2 separate regions of the Hordeum vulgare genome follow, and region 1 is linked to region 2. The links are chromatin contacts, called in public Hi-C maps. All regions are on one chromosome and are shown on one strand. The core of a region is the stretch at or near the end of the contact, and the rest is flanking DNA. Distances in the headings are between cores, read along the strand shown.

Region 1 (3,560 bases), core at 746-3,245, 140 kb after region 2:
TAGACTAGTTCTTTTCAACAACAATTGTTGTGATACGGAAGGAGTACATTTAATTAGTTCATCATTAGGGACACTTCATGCTTCATCATGTTCCCAGCAAACATTTTTTTAGAAAAAGTACAAATGTAAACACCCATACATATACGCATACATCCATATATATATAATTACGCGCCTATGCATCCTACCTCTGTGAGCACATAAAAGAGATTGAACCGGCGATGATGGAACTGCAATAAAATGAGTGCGCGGGCCATCTTTAAGAAACCCAACATTTTGCCTATTGGTTTTCAACAAAACTGCCGCCCCGCCCAATTTTGCTTAAGAGCCACCAGTGTGAGCCGGCACATTATACTGAAACTAACGAGGTCGTCATCGACACCTTTATAGTCGGCGGGTCCCAAAAAAAAGTCGGCGGGAACATCTTATTTTATTTACTGTACATATATTGCTGAAGTGCTTGAAGTAAATAAAGAAAATATAAACATCGGTGTCTAGGACTTTAATCCTGATGGACGGGTTGGGGATACCACTACCCTTCGAACAAACTAAAGTAAAGAATAACGATTCCAGCGCTCCATCATGAGCATGCATGGAGATTGGTATGAAGCAAAATCTCCTTGAAATCATGATGAATGGACGAGAGGTCCTGATTTTGAACTTTGCAAAGCTTTTCAATTTTTGTTTTTGGGGATGATGGTTTCGATATTAACTGCAAACAAGCTGAGATTTATCGAGGGTAACAAAGCCCTTGAGACGTTCTTCTTTCTCTTGTGCGTCTCTTCTTCAGACTGCTGCCTTGTCAAAAAGCAAAAGTAGTTTTTTAGTGAAAAAACTATTCCAAAATTATTAATTAAGTAGTGCTCTTTGTAAAGGTCACTCCCGCCTTCTAAGTTTGCGTGCCACTTGTTGTGCGAGTTTTTCTTTTTTTCATTGATTCATTTATTTAAAATATTTTATCTTTTAAACTGTGTGTTTAAATCTTGAACAGTTTTCACCATTGCATTTCTCACGATGAGATCTTGAAAATTAGATTTTATGTTGATAGGTTTTGATGATTTTTTTTTTACAAAAAACTATACTTCTCTCGAAAGGAAAAATAATAAATAAAACATGTTTTTGTTTTGTTTTTGAAAGGCATGTCGTGTCTCTCGAGGAAGTAAATTTGCGTCTCTTGTGGAAGCAAAACCATATCACTCACGAAAGAAAAACACATATTCTTTTTCTTCATTTTAAAGAGGCACAACCATGCCTCTCGCGAAAGCAAAACCGCATCTCTTACGAGAAAAAAAACACAATTTTTTTGTGTTTTAGAAAAGTACGACCGTGTCTCTTGCGAAAACAAATCCATGCCTCTTACAAAAGCAAAATCATGCCTCTTGCGGAAGGATACAAAAAAAACACATTTTTTTTTCAAAGAGGCACAGTCGTGCCTCTCGCGAAAGAAAAAAAATGTGTTTTTTTATTTCAAAGAGACACGACATCTCACAGAAGAAAATTCATGCCTCTTCACGGAAGCAAAACCGGGCTTTTGGCCGAAGGAAAAAAGAAAACGCATTTTCCATGTATTTGTTTTCTTCTGAAATTTACCTCCCCACACACACACACGCACACACACAAACACCCAAAAAAAGCTAAGAAAGACCGACAGAAAGCAAACAAAAAGAACCCATACAAAAAGCCAAAAATACGTGCGAGAAAAGAAAATAAAAATTGAGGCGAAGATCCAAAATACGACACATGATGGTAGCTGAGAAGTGGGTCAAGTAACACGCTCTTAGCCCACCTCAAATGATCCTTAGAAGGCCCACGACAAGTTTGGAAGGCTGTCCATTTACTGGGCCAAGTGGACAAGCGTGTCGAACAGCTAAGAGAGCCCAAGTTGACCTCTGCAGCACGGCCTAGCCCAGTAGCCCCTCCTCACAAAGTGGCCCAACCATGACGACCCCCCTCCTCCCGAACACAAATGGCCCAACCAAGACGGCCCCACACTGCAGCCTCACCGGCCTCCGCGAACGAGCCAACCCCCTCCACACCCCTCTTCTCCGGTTCAGGCCCTCCCCCTCCTCCCCTCTCCCCTCGCTCGCCAATCCCCTTATCCCCCGATGCCGCCATTGCCGCGCCCATAGCAGAACCCACCTCGCCGTCGACCGGCCGGGCGCCCCCCCCTCCCCTACGGAAGTCGCCCGCTCGTCTCGCGGCGCCGGCGTCTGATGGACGCCGCCTCCTGCTGTCGCGTAAGCGCGCCCCCCTTCCCTTGTACCGCCGAACCTCCTGGAGGCATTCCTCACGAGCCCCCGCTCTTCCGCAGGTCTTCTCGACGCAGAGATGCCGCTTCCCGCTGCGCAGGCTGGGGGCGGCGCCGGTGGCGGCGCGGCGGCCGTTCTCCACCGAGCTGAGCGACCTCTTCGCCCCGTCGTCGTCGGCCTCGAAGCGCCGGTCCCGGGGCCCCGTCATGGCCGCGAAGAAGGCCGCGGAGGGTGAGCCGTCTCTCGCTCCTGTCATTGAGGGGTTCAGGGTGGGGTTTTTGCTTTAGGGGGAATCGGCGACAGTCTGTTTGGTGTTGCAATGGGGCGTCAGCTTTTGAGGTGGATTGCTCGCGAATTGCACCCGGTGTTAGGCACTATATAGGGACACAAGCACTAGTAGGATTACACGAATCAATTTGAGTGCAGTTTCCTGAGCTTCGGATCGAGTGCTGATGAGGTTTTGAGTGAAATTTGCCCGTGGTCGTTGTTGGAACTGACGGGGTGTTCACTGCGTGTAACTCAAGCTTAATCTGGTCGGTTTAGCTTGATAGACGTTGCTCTTTGACAAACGTCATTCTTGTTCGGACTCATTATGCATGCTGGGTCATTTCATTGTAATTAGTAGATCATTAATTATACAATTTTCTATTTAATGTGTCTATGCCTTCATCACAATTTGTCACCATGTTTTCTTTTTGGTCGGTATAAGACTTCCATCAATATAAGCTTTCTACATCCGGTGTCTCGGTATCAAAGCAATCTTTGTTTTCATTTTGTGAATAACTAGAAGAACACAACGAGCTTATTTTAGATGTTGGATTATTGTGGAAGCAGTGCTCAGATGGTGGTGATTGTGCTTGTGATGACGCAAGCCTATTGAGATTATATGCTATATATACCTAGAATATGGGAATTTGATGATTTAATGAATAGTTTTGCTATTCTTAGAAGTTCAGAGTTGAAAGTTAGAAAAACTCTCCGTGTTTAATATACCTGAGTGCAGTCATGGGGAGAAAAGTACCTTCAATTGAGTCTCAATATGACATCTCATTACTAGCAGGTGTTTTAACCGAGCTACTGATCCTTAATGGTATAGATAGTCTTCTTTTTGCAGGAAACAGTATAAGTAGTCCGATTTGGCATTTTTCAAAATGAAAAGCTCGTAATGATATACGTGGTCTGATCTGGAACGTTTGAATTGAAATAAGCAGTTAATCGATGTTTGACAGGTTGAGTCTTGCTTTAGTCATTGGTCCTCCTTGGGGTGTTAGAACACAGAGGTACCTGGAACTGATAGCTTGTCGGTTTTTC
Region 2 (3,437 bases), core at 805-3,304:
AGCTTGTCCGGCCGCCGCAGGTAGGGGCGCGCCCAGTCGACGAGGTTCTGCTCGCGGCCGCGGCGGCGCTTGTCGACGCTCCGGCGGCCCGTGAGCAGCTCCAGCAGCACCACCCCGAAGCTGTACACGTCGCTCCTCGCCGTCAGGTGGCCCGTGAGGATGTACTCCGGCGCCGCGTAGCCGTGCGTGCCCATCACCCGGGTGGACACGTGCGTGTCGTCCCCCGACGGCCCCTCCTTGGCCAGCCCGAAGTCCGACAGCTTCGCCGTGTAGTCCTGCAGTAACATAACCACCACACAAGGTCAGAATCACCGCTCGATCGACGTGTGTTAATGGTAATTACTGGAGTAATAAACACGTGATGTGCGTGCAGGGTTGTTTGGGTGGATGTGTACCCAACTGTTTCTGCTTGTGTGGTATTTTGACATTTGTACTACGTACGTGGTTAGATGGAGTGTCAAGTATGGTGGCTGGGTTAGGTGATCATGATTATATATACTGGAGTAGATGTATGCTGTAGGTGTGGTTGATTTAGACATGTGCGACTATGTTGGCCGGCTCCTGCAGCCTAGCCTAGGAGAATTAATTAGGAACAAGAAGAGGCCAATTTTGTATTATCCTCGAGGGCAGGTACGTACGTTTCCTACCTCCTCACACTGACAGGGACATTTAATTTATGCTTGTGCGATCCCGTCCGAGGCATGGGCAATTCAACCCGGGAAAAAGGCTACTGCTTCTACGCATATTCAAAACTTGTGCTAGTCAGTGGCCAACGGGTAATTAAGTAGTACTAATCGAGATTTAGTCCATGGCTTTGCTCGTTCAACGGATCAAGTCTTTGAGAAGCTAGATCAACAAAACAAAATAGCAAACCGACAGAGATCGGCCAACTAGCTGGTTTCAAAACGTGCTGGCACGTACGTACGCAGGAAGCGGGTGAAGGAGACGGTCATCATATCATATCATATCATATATACTCGTACGAACTAGTCGTGCGTGCGTGTATACGGAGGAAATTAATGGAGGTATGAACGGGGATATGATATGCCCGCCGGCCGGAGTTGGTAGGGATGGGACGGAAGAAGAGCACTGACCGATTCGAGCAGGATGTTGGAGGCCTTGAAGTCCCTGTAGATGACCGGCGTCTCGGCCTCGTGCAGGAACGCCAGCCCCTTGGCCGCCCCCACCGCGATCTTCAGCCTCGTTGCCCACGGCAAGCTCGCCAGCAGATCTGCGCAACGAGAACCATATCCCAGATCAGCAAACATGTCGGCGGCGCCATGTATACTACCGTGATGGACGAACAAATTCTCATGGATGACGACTCTGGTGCAGTGCTGCTTACTCTTGAAGAGGTGGTGCTCGAGGCTGCCGCGGGCCATGTACTCGTAGACGAGCATGCGGTGGTGCTCCTGGTAGCAGTATCCGACGAGCTTGACCAGGTGCGGGTGGCTGAGCTGCATGCCGAGGTAGACGACCTCGGCGAGCCACTCTCGGTGGCCCTGCGGCCCCTCGGCGTCCAGGTACTTGACGGCCACGTGCTGCGGCTGCATCCCGGCGACCACCTTGTCGTCGAGGAAGCCCTTGTAGACCGGCCCGAACCCGCCCTCCCCGATGAAGTGGCTGCCGGAGAAGTTGCGGGTGGCGGCCCGCAGCTCGGCGACCGTGAAGGCGTGCATCCCCGACGAGGCCAGCGTCCGGGACAGGTCGTCGAAGGAGAGGGAGCGCAGCCTCGCCGTCGCGCTCGGCGCCCGCCGCATCGACTTCTTCTTGCCCTTCCTGGTGGGCGGCGCCGTGGCCTTGGCCGTGGCCGTGGCCGTGGCCGCCTCGTCGCCGTCCGCCACCGCGGCCGGGTCCGTGGCGCCGCCGCGCGGGTGGAAGCAGCCCATCAGGAACGCCCTCATCGTGCCGCCGGCGATGCTGCGGTCGATGGATGGATGGAGGTCGAGTGGTTCGTCCCTGGTGGGTGTCGTGATGGAGTGCAACGAACAATGGGGATTGGGAGAATGGATGATGGGTTGACGAGAAGAGATGGATGATTGAGGGTGGGTGGCGCGTGCGCGTGTGTATATATAGCGGGGTGAGGGTGATGGGTTGGTCGGACGGACGGATCGGGTCCTGGTCACGGGGGGAGGGTGTAAACGGAAGGGCCCGTCGACGGTTTGACCGGAGCGACGCGGCGAGGTAGACGAATGAAAGGAACCCGCGTGGGCTGCGCGGCCGGTGACGACGTCGATGCTGCACGGCGAGGTTGCTCCGGCGAGCTGGGTGTTGTGTGCTGGCCTGGTGGGTTGAAGGTGAGTGCGACTGGCTCGACCGCTAGCTAGCTGGCTAGCTGCAAGGAAAAAATGACCCGGAACGCAGCTGGCGGCCGGCGTCCGACGTGTGTACGTAGCGACGGCGACGCGTGTGGACTCTAGCTCGTGTGCTTGGCTCTCCAAGAGTGCATGCGCTGCAATTCTCTTGCCGGCATGCGGTTTCCGGCCAGTGCGCATGACAGGGATGCTGCTCGTACGTGTCGACGCGCTGTGATGCACGCTAGCTGTAGCAAAAAAAAATTTCGAGGGATGGGTTGTAATTTTGTTTACCACTTATTATTATTATTTCCTCTTTTCCTTTTCTTTGCCGGGAAATCGATGGCGTTTCTTTTACACCGCTAGCTGCGTCTTCGGAGTTCGGATGGTTGCTGACACCATCTTCAACAGTTGTTTAAAAAATGCTCCGCATGATAAAAAATTCGTTTTTTGGATGTCGGACAGCTTCAATAGACGCTGTAAAACAGTGCGCACGCTAAAAACTTTTGGACGCGCCTTGAAAAGCGCTATCGCGCGTAGCATATTTGGTGCGCCCGCTTGCGCGCGTAACAAACTTTGTGCTGCTGCCGGTGGGGTCGTTGGATTGGGTTGGATTGGGCGCTCCATTAACGCGCATCCGTTGAAGATACTCCGGTCCTCGTGTTTTAAAAGTGCTACAGTGATGTGCTAAATTTTTTATTGAACGCGCTATTTTTGTGCTGCTGTTGGAGATGCTTTGAGGGAATCGGCAGCATCGATCGGGCAAACAAGCTGAGAAATGGCCACCTGCCTTTAGTTACCATTTGAGAAATTAACAGTTTAATAGTTTGAGATTGATGGGGGAAATTAACGGTTTAATAGTGTGAGATTGACGATGGAAGGGTTGAGCTGCGCGTTATATATGTGTCAGTGTCAGCGCTGTGGGAACTCTTGTGGGTGCCTCTCGCTTTTGGAAACGATGCGTTTGGCCGGCTATCGTACTATACTAAGGCGTTTTTTTTGTTTGTTTGAATAGTTTATAGGTTGCTTACCACATATGCCATGCGGTTATGCTAAGGTGTTTTGTTGTGCGCTAGCTAGCTTGCAGCGTCGTACCGTAGGCCAGTCGCTCTCACGTCGAAGGTAAGATGGCGACGCGCCCAC

Evidence for each region. A called contact is a pair of places that touch in the nucleus more often than the background predicts.
Region 1: a Hi-C map of seedling shows a contact between it and region 2, with 2.9 times the contacts expected there. The contact joins the promoter of LOC123400953 here to the promoter of LOC123403126 in region 2. A contact is called at or near these places in 4 of 6 Hi-C or Micro-C datasets (leaf, seedling and an unstated tissue).

Annotation. Positions count from the first base shown.
Region 1 is chr6H:527,538,353-527,541,912 of MorexV3_pseudomolecules_assembly, forward strand. LOC123400953 (isoleucine--tRNA ligase, chloroplastic/mitochondrial) reads left to right here and starts at 1,996. Exons shown (of 22, transcript XM_045094668.1): 1 at 1,996-2,237; 2 at 2,312-2,480. The coding sequence starts at 2,214.
Region 2 is chr6H:527,395,966-527,399,402 of MorexV3_pseudomolecules_assembly, forward strand. It overlaps LOC123403126 (serine/threonine-protein kinase RIPK-like), which reads right to left and starts at 2,055. Exons shown (of 3, transcript XM_045097089.1): 1 at 1,346-2,055; 2 at 1,095-1,231; 3 at 1-275. The coding sequence starts at 1,904.